3 separate regions of the Mus musculus genome follow, and regions 1 and 2 are each linked to region 3. Evidence: chromatin contacts called from public promoter capture Hi-C data. All regions are on one chromosome and are shown on one strand. The core of a region is the stretch at or near the end of the contact, and the rest is flanking DNA. Distances in the headings are between cores, read along the strand shown. Region 1 holds the start of Serinc3 (serine incorporator 3). Region 2 holds the start of Hnf4a (hepatic nuclear factor 4, alpha). Region 3 holds the start of Snx21 (sorting nexin family member 21).

The links. Promoter capture Hi-C pulls out the DNA fragments that hold promoters and counts their contacts.
Region 1: a promoter capture Hi-C map of liver shows a contact between it and region 3, with 2.2 times the contacts expected there. The contact joins the promoter of Serinc3 here to the promoter of Snx21 in region 3. A contact is called at or near these places in 2 of 39 promoter capture datasets (liver and pre-B cells) and 1 of 115 datasets of contacts at active chromatin or transcription factors (astrocytes).
Region 2: a contact with region 3 is called in a promoter capture Hi-C map of liver, with 3 times the contacts expected there. The contact joins the promoter of Hnf4a here to the promoter of Snx21 in region 3. A contact is called at or near these places in 2 of 39 promoter capture datasets (liver and pre-B cells) and 1 of 115 datasets of contacts at active chromatin or transcription factors (pancreatic cancer cells).

What each region holds. Positions count from the first base shown.
Region 1 is chr2:163,642,259-163,646,487 of GRCm38.p6, reverse strand. Serinc3 (serine incorporator 3) reads left to right here and starts at 1,345. Exons shown (of 10, transcript NM_012032.4): 1 at 1,345-1,490. The coding sequence starts at 1,452. 0610039K10Rik (RIKEN cDNA 0610039K10 gene) reads right to left here and starts at 1,638. Exons shown (of 1, transcript NR_028113.1): 1 at 688-1,638.
Region 2 is chr2:163,545,646-163,549,985 of GRCm38.p6, reverse strand. It overlaps Hnf4a (hepatic nuclear factor 4, alpha), which reads right to left and starts at 2,831. Exons shown (of 10, transcript NM_008261.3): 1 at 2,567-2,831. The coding sequence starts at 2,681.
Region 3 is chr2:164,783,356-164,787,685 of GRCm38.p6, reverse strand. Snx21 (sorting nexin family member 21) reads right to left here and starts at 1,665. Exons shown (of 3, transcript NM_133924.3): 1 at 1,362-1,665; 2 at 831-988. The coding sequence starts at 1,620.

The DNA of each region.
Region 1 (4,229 bases), core at 96-2,595, 1.1 Mb after region 3:
TGTCCTGGAACTCACTCTGTAGACCAGGCTGGCCTCAAACTCAGAAATCCTCCTGCCCCTGCCTCCCAAGTGCTGGGATTAAAGGCGTGCACCACCACCGCCTGGCTGGGATCTGTACATTTTTAAGGGATGGGAACCCAAAGCAGGGGGTAGTGGGGAGCCTCAGTATTATCTAATTGTATTTTGATATTATGGGTACCTATTGGAGACTGGGCTGTATCCTGGGCACCTGGCTTCAAGGTCATTAATTCAGCTCTTGGAGTCAAGTCTTCTGGACTCTGGCCCGGAATTTTAGAATGATAAGGGAACAGAGGAGTGGGCGAGCTGCATGTAGTCAATTAGTGCATAACAGGCAATGGTTATAGGTTTTTATAACTTATGCATGTTGGCTCAGATAACAGTAGTTTCTATATTCTTTACTGGTTAACAGACAAGAAAACATTTGGACAAGTGGGGTAGGCATTCGGAGCAGGACCTTGTTTGGCCCGGCCTTCAAGGAGGGGAAGTTGTCCCTGAAATATCTGGACTCAGACAATTGTTTTCAACCGAGGTTGCTGAGCTGTTGGTAAAGTCCCCAGCTCCCCCAGGGCCTGAGACCTTGAATTTAGAAAACGAAAACGGTAGTACTTAGCATAAGTTTCTTTTGCTTGTTCCCAACAAAATGAGGACATGACTGCTCCAAGGTATGGCTGAGGAGAAAATTTTTATTATAGATATGAGAACGAGTACAGCCAGAGGCATCGGGAAGAGTCTAGGACAGGGAAAGTAGTGAGCTGAACCTGGCCAGCAGACTGACCCCCGCGGAGGGAGGGGGCAGGGGGAAAGGGGGGCAGGGGAAAAGAGGAAGGGGGAAAGGGGAAGGGGAGACAAGGCTGGAGAAGTTTCCGGTAGGGTGTGGGGTAAGAAGAGTGGCTTTTTTGTTCGTCTGAAACTCTATGTAGCACAGGATAGTTTTGAACTCCTGATCCTCCAGCCTCATCCTCTTTAGTTCTGGGATTACAGATGCTAACTGATTATTGAATGGCCCAACATAGCCTGTTTGCCTCTGAGTTTGCCAACATTCCATCTCTCAATAATCACAAAGTACTGCCCAGCCACGACTTAACAGTCTGTAGGATCTTTATTTAATTCGGATGTAGCTTCTTCCGAGGATAAGTGCAGTTCGTAGGGAACATGCTGTCTTTCTGCACCTTTATGTTGCCTCTGACCACCAGCGCCCCAAGCGAGCCCGGAGTTGTATGCCACGAACCCTCTACGTCCTCTGCCACCCCAGCAGTCTTAGGCTCCGCCTTCTCCCCCTCCGTGGGCGGGGCCACCCAATGACGTAAACTGGGCGTCCTGCGAAGGGCGGGCCCTGTTTCCGGCTTGAGGATCCGTCGCGTTTCTGAGGCGACGCCTCAGTCAGCAGTTAGGATCCGCTCGGAGCGGTCGGTCTCGGCCCCGGCGTCACCATGGGGGCCGTCCTCGGCGTCTTCTCCCTCGCCAGCTGGGTGAGTCCCGAGGCCTCGGCCGTCCGGGGCCTGAGGCGCGCAGGGGGTGGGTGTCGGGCCGCCCGAGGCGGACCCTCCACTCTCTGAGGCTAACAGAGAGGAGCGGGCAGGCCCAGGGTCCAGGCCCGGTAGCCGTCGTCCCGGAGTCGGGGTGCGGCGGCTCGGCTGGCTCTCGCTGTGGGCGGAGGGTCGCGGGAGGCCGGACCGCCATTGTTTACAATTTCGACGCCCCGCCCCCGCCAGCCTTCCGGACCCAGGGTTCCCGCGGCCAGGCGACGCCGAGGTTCCACGGCGCGGGTTCCTGAGTGGCTAGAGGATGGCGTCAGGGAATTTAGGGCCACTGTAGTCATTTTTCTTCATAGTTCGGCATATGCCAGCGCTACTGAGTGGGGTTGGGAGCGGGGCTTTTAAGTCAGCCCTGCTGCAGGTCGCGAGCAAAAGGCGTTTAATTAGAAGCCCCGCGGCCTAAATATTTTCGAATTAAACACCCTAGCATTCCTCTCCTCCAGAACTGTTGTGAGGATAAAGTAAAGAAATTAGTCCGATTCCCCTTGTCAATGGTAAAACGTTTTTAGAAGTTAATTTTAGGATCTCTTTAACCTAAGGAATAATCTAACAAATCTGCCTCAGAGGAACTTGGTAGCTTGAACCACAGTGCCTAATTGTTTTCTCCTTCCCGAGCTGATGTAATGAACCAAGGACTCAGGCTCTGCTCATGTCAATGGCATGTCTCAGGGCAGAAGTAATGTCGAAGATATCTTGTATATTTTTCTCCTCCTGGTTTAAAACCATAATTTGAAAATATCCTATCCAGGTGTTCATATCTAGAAACTCCTTGCATATATTGTTAATTCAGTTTTTACCCAGTAGGGGGTTAGGATACCAGAGTGGAATGAGAGAAGAGTACGAAATTAAAGGCTGTGGAGGGCCATGGCAGATCATTTGTTATTTGTTTTGAGACCCTGTCTCAAAACAGGGAGGTGCAAATTACAGTTTATGGGTAGGTTTTTAGAGGCTGTGGGTTTAGTCTCCAATTGCCACTATCCACCCCCATCTCCCATCCCACGCCAAAAAAGGGGGACAGAATATCAGGGAGCCAAATCATGCAGATACCCACTGTATGCCTTTATTTTTTAGGCAATCTCTTTGGTCATTCTGGGTGTTTAAGATTGCACCCAGGACCTTGTTTGTCCAAAGCTTATCTCTGAGAGCTCCTCCAGCTACACCTCCAGTCCAGTCTGGATTAAAGATTTCAAAGGACTTTTGTACGTGTTTAATTTTTGCCTTATTGAGATAGGTCACCAGATCTCCCTGAGTATCCCATGCTGGCCTTTCATTCACAGTTCTCCTTATTGGGATTGTAGGAAGGTGTTACTCCTGGCAAAGAAGTTTGGCCTTTACTTTTTTTGAAATATGGTTTTACGTTGTAGCCCAGGTTGGCCTTGAACTTTTAGCAATCCTCCTACCTCAGCCTAGTGCCGAAACTACAGATGTGAGTCCCCACTACTGGCATGTCTTAGTAAAATGCTTCACATTATTATTACTTGGGGCGGCGGGGTGGGGGTGGGGGCAGGATTTCACTCTGTTAGCTCAGCCTGTCTAGAACTGCAGATCCTTCTGCCTCAGCCTCCTGAGTGCTGCGGTTACAGAAGTATGCCACTTTCCTGGCTTTTTTTTTTTTTTTTTTTTTCCTGAAAAGAGTGTATCTGTGGAAGACTGAGTTTTGGTGATGAGTAACTCAGGTGATTAGGTCTTGCTGAAAGACCCCCCGAGACGGGTAGTCGATCAATCTGAGGAGACCCTCCCAAGGAACAGCGAGACCACGATTCGGATGCAAACAACAAGAGGCTTTATTGGTAACACGGGTACCCGGGCGACTCAGTCTATCGGAGGACTGGCGCGCCGAGTGTGGAGTTTTTACTCCTTTTATAGGGCTGGGGAGCAAAAAGCGCGGGTACAGAAGCGAGAAGCGAGCTGATTGGTTAGTTCAAATAAGGCTAGGGGAAAGTCCCGGCCATTTGGGGAACCTTGAAACTGATGTGGGGCAGTCTCGAAACTGTTGCTGGTTCCGCTCTATCTGGGTACCATCTGTTCTTGGCTGGTGGGGCAGTCTCGAAACTGTTGCTGGTTCCGCTCTATCTGGGTACCATCTGTTCTTGGCCCTGAGCCGGGGCCCAGGTGCTTGACCATAGATATCCTGTTTGGCCCCTGTCCCGTTGTTATTTAGCCTTAAACTTTAACTGAACTTCCTTGTAACTTTTGAGGTCTCAGCTCTAGTACTTTTCCATGCCTTGCAAAATGGCGTTACTGTAGCTAACTTGCTAAGCCTTATGGTGGGGTCTTTCATTGCTGCTTGTATGTCTGATTTAGGAGGGAAAGAAGAAGAGGCAAAGGAGGATTTTAGCATGAGGATAAGGACTTTTGTCTTTTGAAAAAGTCAGTGGGGTAGATATGTGTTGTTGTGTTGCATTGGCATGAGAAATACTTACCCTACCTTTAAAACTTCCCTTTAAATGGGGCTCTGTGGCCGTATTTTCTAGGAGTTGCTTCTTTAAGTCAGATGAGGGAGACTTTGAGGCTAGATTTCTGGCCTGAGTTCTTCATTTATGAAATAGAGAGAAGATAAAGCATATAGTAACAGGTAGATTACATAATAGTTACTGATTTCTATGTAGAGGTATAAAGTACAGCCTCCTCTAAAAGGTATTTGTGGCACAGAGAAATAAATAGGTATATTGG
Region 2 (4,340 bases), core at 1,582-4,081, 1.2 Mb after region 3:
GCTTCATTGGCTCTTTCTCCCTCAGCCTCTCCTCCCTTGACCCCCAGGGAGAGCTGAGCCCGCAACTTGGGCAGAGGCCAGCAAGTGTCCCCTTGCTGGGCAGCATAGGCCCCCTGAGGTCAGCAGGCCACTTCCATTTCCCAGTTAAGAACACTGAGGCTCAAAGAGAACAAGGGACTTGTCCAGCATCGTTACACTGCTTCCAGGCAGAGGGACTGGGTTTATGGCTTAGTATACTGTGCCCTAACCATGTTACCCTTGCCTGGGGATCTGTGGAGACTTTAAAAACAAGACCCTTCTGCTGTTTCTGGATCGGGGATGGAATGTGGGAGCAGACATCCTTAACATCTTCTAGCCATTAGCTCAGGATGGTCCCCCAATCACTTTGGAGGACAACCTCCTATAACCTCAACTCTCAGAGCTCTGTGAACTCCAGAAGGGCATACGGACCCTTCCGACATATGCCGAGTCCTGGAGACCGCCCGTATAGAGATCAGGATCAAGCAAGCACAAGGAAATCCCTTGTAAACCTTATATGCTGTTCTACCTGTCCCCGTTTTACAGATGAAGAAACTGAGGCTGGGGAGGAGGGTTTTTTTTTTCAGAGCTGGGGGTGACTGTTGTGTCTTCAGGACACTTAATCAGGTACAGGAACACAGAACTCCTAGATACTGAAGAGGCTATGTGGTGGCCAGGAGTGTGACAGCAAATACTGTCCCTGTTTGGGGGGGGGGGGTCACGTGTTACCATCTCCGGCAGAAGCAAGTTGTTCGCCCTGAACACTTCCCTGAGTAAACCCCTCTGAATCACCCCTGTCCAACGAAGCTGGGGTAAAGAAACCCATTTCCATACTGCACAAGAGACAAAGAAGGAGGTAGTGTACCCAAGGTCACATGGTACTTGGCAAGAGATACTAGGGGCAAGCATCGGGGGAGGGGGGAGGGGGCAGGGGGACTGACCATGGACAGAGCCCACACGCTGCCTCCTCCTTCTAGCTAGATTGAGAGCGCACACAGCTTTCCAGACCTAAGCTTTGAATTCTGAAAGGAAGAGGAAGCATCATGGAGGGAGGGTGGTGGCAGGCCAGCCTCAGCCAAGTGCCATCTCTCTCTCCAGTGCTAGCCTTGAACCTGGTCCCGTCCCTTCCAGAAGCTTCCCAGGACACCTGCCTTCTCAACCCTCTGGCAAAGGAAACACCCACCACCCCACAGACACATACTCGGTGATATTGGAGCAGGTGTTTGAAGGATGGTGACACAGGGACAACAGAGACACAAAACACACAAGCTGCTGCCACGAATGCCAAGTTTTGGTAGAGAGTCACAGTGAAGAAGACTCTCACAACATAACCCTGGTGCTTTAGAAGGCTGGATCAAAGGACCTCAAGTTCCAGGCTGGCCTGGGAGTATGTTCTAAGTTTCAAGCCAGCTCAGGAACACATATGCCCTGTATCAAAAACCAAAACCAAAAACAAACAAACAAACAAACAAACAAAACCAGGCTGGGTCTAGTGGGTGCATGCCTTTAAACTTGGCATTTGGGAAGCAGAGGCAGGTGGCACTCTTGTGAGTTTGAGAATAGCCTGGTCTATGTAGTGAGTTTCAGGACAGCTAGAGCTACGTAGAGACCCTCTCTCAAAAAAATAAAACAACCAACCAAACAAAAAGAGTCCTACCAAATTGACACTACACAATCTTGTATACCAGAGAGTGGTGCCCAGTATCACAGGGGCTATATGCACATATCAAAAGCAAAATGCCATGCAGGGCCACCAGGCAGAAAGCACAGGGTATGGCCACATTTACAAGTATGTTAGATCTGTCATCCACATTTACAGACACTATACATACAAATATGTATTCAAACCAAACCAACCAAACAAACAAAACCAAAACCAAACCAAAAACCAAAAACCAAAAGATCCTGGAGACAGAACTACAGACCATTCGACGCATACAGATGAAGCTGGGACACAAACTCAAAAAGGGGAAAAGGCACGCAGCTGTATTGCATTTGCCGTGCCTCTCATACTCTTACAAGGACACCTAGGACCGTACGTGTAAACGCACACCGCTATGTTGGCCTTTTAGACAGGAAGCCCAGAAATTCTACTTTTCTCCTGAACTCCAGTTTCCCAAAGTCTGAAACGCAGCCGTGCCTCCTGTCACAATCACTAGAGACAAGACAGACCTTTTGTAGCTTGCACGTAAAAGGGCCCAGGGGCCCGAAGATAGGGCCATGTTGGACAGGATTGATTTCTGCAGCCACCCGGAGGAAGCTCACTATCACGGCCCCATTTCCTTAACATGGTAATCGGGACAGCCTAAGACCCCCGGGGGCCTAAGTAGGGAGGGTCTGGGGAATTTTTCTGTTGGAAATCCACCTCGGCAGGCCTCGGTCACCCAGAATGCCTCTGGCCACAGTACGACGAAGGCCCATTTGCTTCGCCTGGCAACACCTGTACGAGCCTATAGGACCAACCTACAATTTTCTGCATTTTCCCTCCCATCCCAAAGTCTAGTGCCAAAGACCCGCTCCATACCTCAGTCCAACTGCCCCCACCTACCATTGCCCATGGTCAACACCTGCACATTTTCAAACTCCAGGGTGGTGTAGGCTGGGTCCAGGGCAGCGCTGTAGTCGGCCATATCCATGCCGGCAAGGGTTTTAGAGAGTCGCATTCTCCCCTACCCACGCCTTAGCCCCCTGTCCTGCCCGGCCCAGGATGCCACCCAAGCCCCTGGGCTGAGCCCCAGCCCCCCCCGTCCCCGCCCTCCTCCTGCCTCCTCCCAGGTCCCTTCTCTGCCTTCCTCTCTTTCAAACTGTCCTCTGGGAGACTCAGCCTGGCGTCCTGGCCTAGCCTCTGCAGAGGGTGGAGGCTCTGTGGGGAGGGGTAGGAGTTAATGGTTAATCACCCCCGTTGCTGGGTAGGCTGGGTGGAGCCACGAGGATTTGGCTGTTTGTTGGTTTCTGACTGACACCTGGGGTGCTAATTACAACTGTTGCCCCCCCCCCCACCTCCCGCTCATTAATAGTCACTTACCAATCTTCCAAGGCAGGCACCCAACAGGACTGGCATTGGTTGGACCCCTTGCCTCAGCAGCCCCCAAGTCTCACCAAGGTGGACAACCCAGCTGACATGTTTAGACACTGGCAAGCCTACCACTATGAAGCCCTAAGCCAATCACGTCCCAGATCATTGACTTCTATCCTCAATTTGAGATAAAGCTGTCCTGGGTCGCTTGAACTGGAAACCTAACACCCAAGCCCACACTTGGGTCTTTCGGATCTTGCTGAAGAGGATTCTTCTGGTTCCCTTCTGGTTTGTCACATGCTTTGGGAACCGCTGGGACTCACCCAGCGGTTGGATATCTCTTGGTTGCTCCAGCTGAACCATAGATGGTTTCCTGAAAACACTGAATGCTTGCACAGTGCATACCCCTCCCAGGACAGGCACAGACAAGAGCTGCAGCCCATAGACCTGGGCTTCCGCTCAGGCACCTGCCCCATGAGAACTGTGACACTAAGTAAATGATTCTCCTCCCAAGCCTCAGTTTCCATCTCCTAGACTGCATGGGGCAATCTGAAAGGGTAGTTTGGGTAATACATAAGATCTAAAAATAACTGTCAAGGTGCGTTGGCTAACGCCTCACCCCCAAACCATCATTTTGTCTTGCTATGGAGCCCAAGTTGAGCTCAAATTCTTGACACTCCTGCCTCAGCCTTCCAAGAGCTGGAACTAACAGGAATGTGCCACCATGCCCAACTAATTCCTCTTCTCATTTTAGGGTCCCTCTTCCCTTTTGCCCAAACTAACTTCCTTCCTTCCTTCCTTCCTTCCTTCTTTCCTTCCTTCCTTCCTTCCTTCCTCCCTCCCTCCCTCCCTCCCCCCTCTTTCTTTCTTTCTTTCTTTCTTTCTTTCTTTCTTTCTTTCTTTCTTTCTTTCTTTCTTTTTCTTTTCTTTCTTTTTTTTTTTTTTTTTTTGGTTTTTCGAGACAGGGTTTCTCTGTATAGCCCTGGCTGTCCTGGAACTCACTTTGTAGACCAGGCTGGCCTCGAACTCAGAAATCCGCCTGCCTCTGCCTCCCCGAGTGCTGGGATTAAAGCCATGCGCCACCACGCCCGGCTTTCCGTTTCTTTCTATCCACCTTTTCCCCCTTTTCTCTGCATGGCTCAACATTCATTCCATTCTTTTAAAGGGTTTTTTTAAAAAATACAATATTTGTATGAGTGTTTTGCCTGCATGTATGTCTGTGCACCACATGCATACCTGGTGCCTATGGAGGCCAGAAGAGGGTGTTGGATCCCCTGGAATTGGAGTTACAGACAGTTGTGAGCTG
Region 3 (4,330 bases), core at 416-2,915:
AGATACATTCCAATTTGTTGTTTGGCTTTTTTTTTTTTTTTTTTTTTTTTTTTGAGACAGGATCTAAATATGTAGCCGTAGTTAGCCTTGAACTTGGGGGCAGTCTTATTGCTTCAGCCTTTCAAGTCCCTGTGCAATATTTTTTAAATGGGCCTACATTTTGCACACATATCAAGTGAAGTTAGGTGTGGAATTTTCCACTTGCGGCCTCACGTGGACACTCAAATGCTTCAGATTTTCAAGCATTTCAGATTGGGGAATTTGACACTATACAGCTACAGTTTTAATCTATCACAGTGCCAGACAATGCTAAGGTTTCCCTGCGCCTGGCCTCATTTACCTCCTATTATAATCCCATGTATTGCCTATTGCTCAAAAGAGGAAACTGGGGGCCACTGAGGCCACAGAACCCACCCAAGGGGAAGCCACTGGTAAACACAGGGGATGTGAATCAAGACTGGTCTGGATCCAAAGCCCATTTCCTTAATCCTGACCCATGCCACTGGGTCTCAATACTGTGTCCTGCTGCGGTTGACAGAAACCCACAGGGTACAGAAAGAAACACACATCAGTTCTCGTAACCTCAAGACTAGGACAGGAGGCAACTCCTAAGGCCACATTCTCAGTTTTAGAGAAACTAAGTCATTTGCCTGAGGACGTGTTCAGTTGACACCCATCTTCTCATCTGGTCTCAGTTCCCCCAGGTGTAAAATAAGGACATCCTTTTATAACTGCATGGCCACGACCCCCGCCCCAAAATCTGTGCTATTTCCTTTCTCTCAGCTAGACATCTAGACTCGCTGCTCAAGGGTTCCTGGAACCTCACTCACCACGTACTTGGAGGGAGGGTCTTTGACAACATTGGCGCTGGTCACCTCAAAGAGCAGCCTCTGTGGAACTAGGGTGTTCCGAGACTTTTTCCAGAAATCCTGCAGCTGGCGGGCCAGGAGTTGACTGCTCCGTTGTCCATCAGGTGGGGGACTTCGTTCTGCACAAGCACATGACCCGTCATTATGGGGGTGGCTAGCTCCAGAGTTAACGTAAACAAAATGCCATGACCTCATTCACAGAAGCGAGATGTGCTTCACCCCAGCGCCTGGCTTACAGTGGATGCTAAACCTCCACCCGAAGCAGCTAGCACACACGTTTGTTTCCCTGGTCCTGTGCATTTAATATCTACAAAAAACCCGAGATGGTGTGATTCCCATAGTGTTGTGAGTCAAGGTCACACAGCCAAACCGTGTCTGGAAGAGCTTATAGTGTCAATAGTTTCAGAGAGAAAACTCAGGATGCCCTCGGACCGCGTCCAGCGGGGAGGCCTAACCGAGCCCCGGGGTTCCTGTCTGTCCTCCCGCACTCGCCTGCGTCTTCTCCCGATGCCCCGTCTCCTGAGGGCGGCGAGTCGAGGCCCGCCTCGTCGTCCTCGTCTTCGTCGTCAGGGTCATCCTCCGCACTAGTGAAGCTGAGGGTGCCACTGAGGCGGGAGGACAGGCCCTCGGCGTCATCGTCCTCCAGCTCTGAGCTCTCAGGGAACTGCTCGGCCTCTGGGCCCGCCGCCGCCTCCCCGGGGCCATCGCTGGCCAGGGCGTGTCGCAGCCGGTGTAGGAGCCGCGAGGCCATGGCACCCAGGGGGGAGCGCGCCACGCTGGGTCCAGGGCTGAAGAGGGAGGGGACCCCCGCCCGGAGAGGGACCCGGGGGCGTGTCAGGGGCGTGGCACAAGAGGCCACGCCCACGGGCCGCGGCCGCTGGGGACGTGCGGGAGGCCGGCCTCTGCCCTGTTCCTCCCGCAGGCCGGGACGCGCCTCCACCCACCGCGTCCCAAGTGCGTTCGGGGCGGGCTCCCGGGATTTGGTGCAGCAGCCTGGCGGATTTAAGAGGCTCTCCGCCCAGGCAGCTCACGGCGCCGCCTCGCTGCTTCCTGCCGCCGCTCCGCCTCCGCCCCGCCAGCTCCCTCTCCCGGAGCTGTTAGAATCCCAAGCCGCTGCCTGCGGGAGGGACGCGGAGGGCAGCCGGGCGGGCCAAGGCTTCCCCCGAAACCCAGCCGGATCGTGGTGGCCGCGCCCCCTCTTGGACTCGCCCACCCCTCCTGGTCTCCTGAGGCCGCCCCAAGCTTTACCCCTAATCTCCATACAGTGCCATGTAACTTTACAGTGTAATTTCGCGGCATTTGGGAGCTCGGCTCTCCCTTGAGTGAAGCTTGAAATCCGGTTTCGTCCAGCCTAGGTTTTCTCATATGAAACAAGAATACTAATACTCATACTAAATTTTCACTCATACTAAATTTTCAGCTCTTGTAAAAACCCCAGTCCGGTGCCTGTGTGAGAAACCTAGCCCTTCCCAGTTTCGTTTGAACTTAACCTGGGGGAAGTAGTCAAAGAGGAAAACATCCAGAGAGGCTGTTACTTGTTCAAGGTTGCCCAGTTTGTCAGAGATCTCTAGCGTGGGAGCTCTTGAACTGATTTATTTTCCCACGCGTGCGGGGTTGCTTGGGTAATCTCTATAACTCTCTTGGAGAACTGCAGTTTATCTTTTACTGCAGGGTAGCAGTAGTCAGGAAAATGATTGCTGATCCCTGTCCCAAGGCTTACATGTCAGACCTAGCAGGCAGATTTGGCTAGTTAGACAATAAAACAAGTTATCTCAAAGGCCAGGTGTGGTGCTCCTGTGGCTCATGCCATTAATCCTAGCCCTGGCTCTCGGGAGGCAAAGGTAGGAGGATCATTGTGAGTTCAAGAACAGCCTGGTTTACTGTTGAGGTCCAGAACTAAATAGAGACCCTGCCTCAAAATTATCTCAGACAGTATCAAAATTAAGTATCTCCTATCCCCTTTTAGGGCGTGGGAGAGGGATGGAGGATATGAACGGAAAGACCTTCCTGGCCTTTACTGAACAGAAGGGTCTCAGATTTTAGCACTCATGGCGTCTTGTAAGTATTTCATACACTGTCACATGTCAGTCTCAGAGGATGAAGTTACAGTAATGATTATTTTTCTAAACGATTTATTTATTTCATATATGTGGTTATACTGTCGCTGTCTTCAGACACAGCAGAAAATGGCATTGGATGACCATTACAGATGGTTGCTGGGAATTGAACTTAGGACCTATGGAAGAGCAGTCAGTGCTCTTAGCCACTGAGCCATCTCTCCAGCCCCTCCCCCCCCCCTTGATGGTTCTTTTTTAATATGAGGAAACTAAGGCTGAGACTGGAAAGATGGTTTAGTGGTTAAGGGTGTGTATTTAGAAGAACTCTGGTAGAAGACCAGAGCTTGGTTTTCAGTACCCAAACTGGCAGTTATAGGCGCCCTCTTCTGGCCTCCAAAAGTTCCTGCACACATGTACACAAAACCCAAACACAAATACACATAATTAAAAACAGAATAAGTCTTAGAAAAAAGCCAGGTGTGGTGGTGCACACTTTTAATCCCAGCATTCGGGAGGCAGACAGGTGGATTTCTATGAATTCAAGAGCAGCCCGGTCTGCAGAGTGAGTTCTAGGTCAACCACGGTCACATAGTGAAACCCAGAGAGAAAAGGAGAAACGCTCCCATGTGGCGGAAAGTAGGGGAGCTGGGGCTTCTTAAGCTCACTGGTTATTTGAAGTTCTGACTACTCTGCATTTGCAGACTGTGAGGACAAAGGAGACACCACATATTTATTTCTACTATTGGCTGATTATTAACTTTCCCTTTGGTATATGCCACGCAAGTCTGAGTGCACAGCCCTCAGGTCAGCCAGGCATGACCATGCACACCTGTAACTCTAGAACTTGGGAGGCTTCGGCAGAAGGATCAGGAGTTCAAGACCTACCTCAAAACAGCAAATAAATAAACAGGAAGAAAAGAAGGGGAAAAGAGCTTGTGTTCATAGCAGTAGGGCTAGAAATCTGGTTCTGTCTGATCAGGCAGGATGGCCAGCATGCTTGCAATTGTGGCACCTGGAAGGCTGAGGGCACCGGGCAGTGGTGGCGCACGCCTTTAATCCCAGCACTCGGGAGGCAGAGGCAGGTGGATTTCTGAGTTCGAGGCCAGCCTGATCTACAGAGTGAGTTCCAGGACAGCCAGGGCTACACAGAGAAACCCTGTCTCGAAAAACAAAAAATAAAATAAAACAAAACAAAAACCTAAAAACCAAAACAAAACAAAACAAAAAAAACAGGGGCAACCTGAACTATGTAGTGAGTCCCTGCTTCAAAAGAAAGAAAGAGAGAGAGAAAGAAAGAAAGAAAGAAAGAAAAGAAAGACATCTTCCCCACCCCCAAAATAAGTAAGCCAGTGAGATCAGTGGGTAAAGATGCCCTCCAGGAAGCCTGACAACCTGAGTTCAACC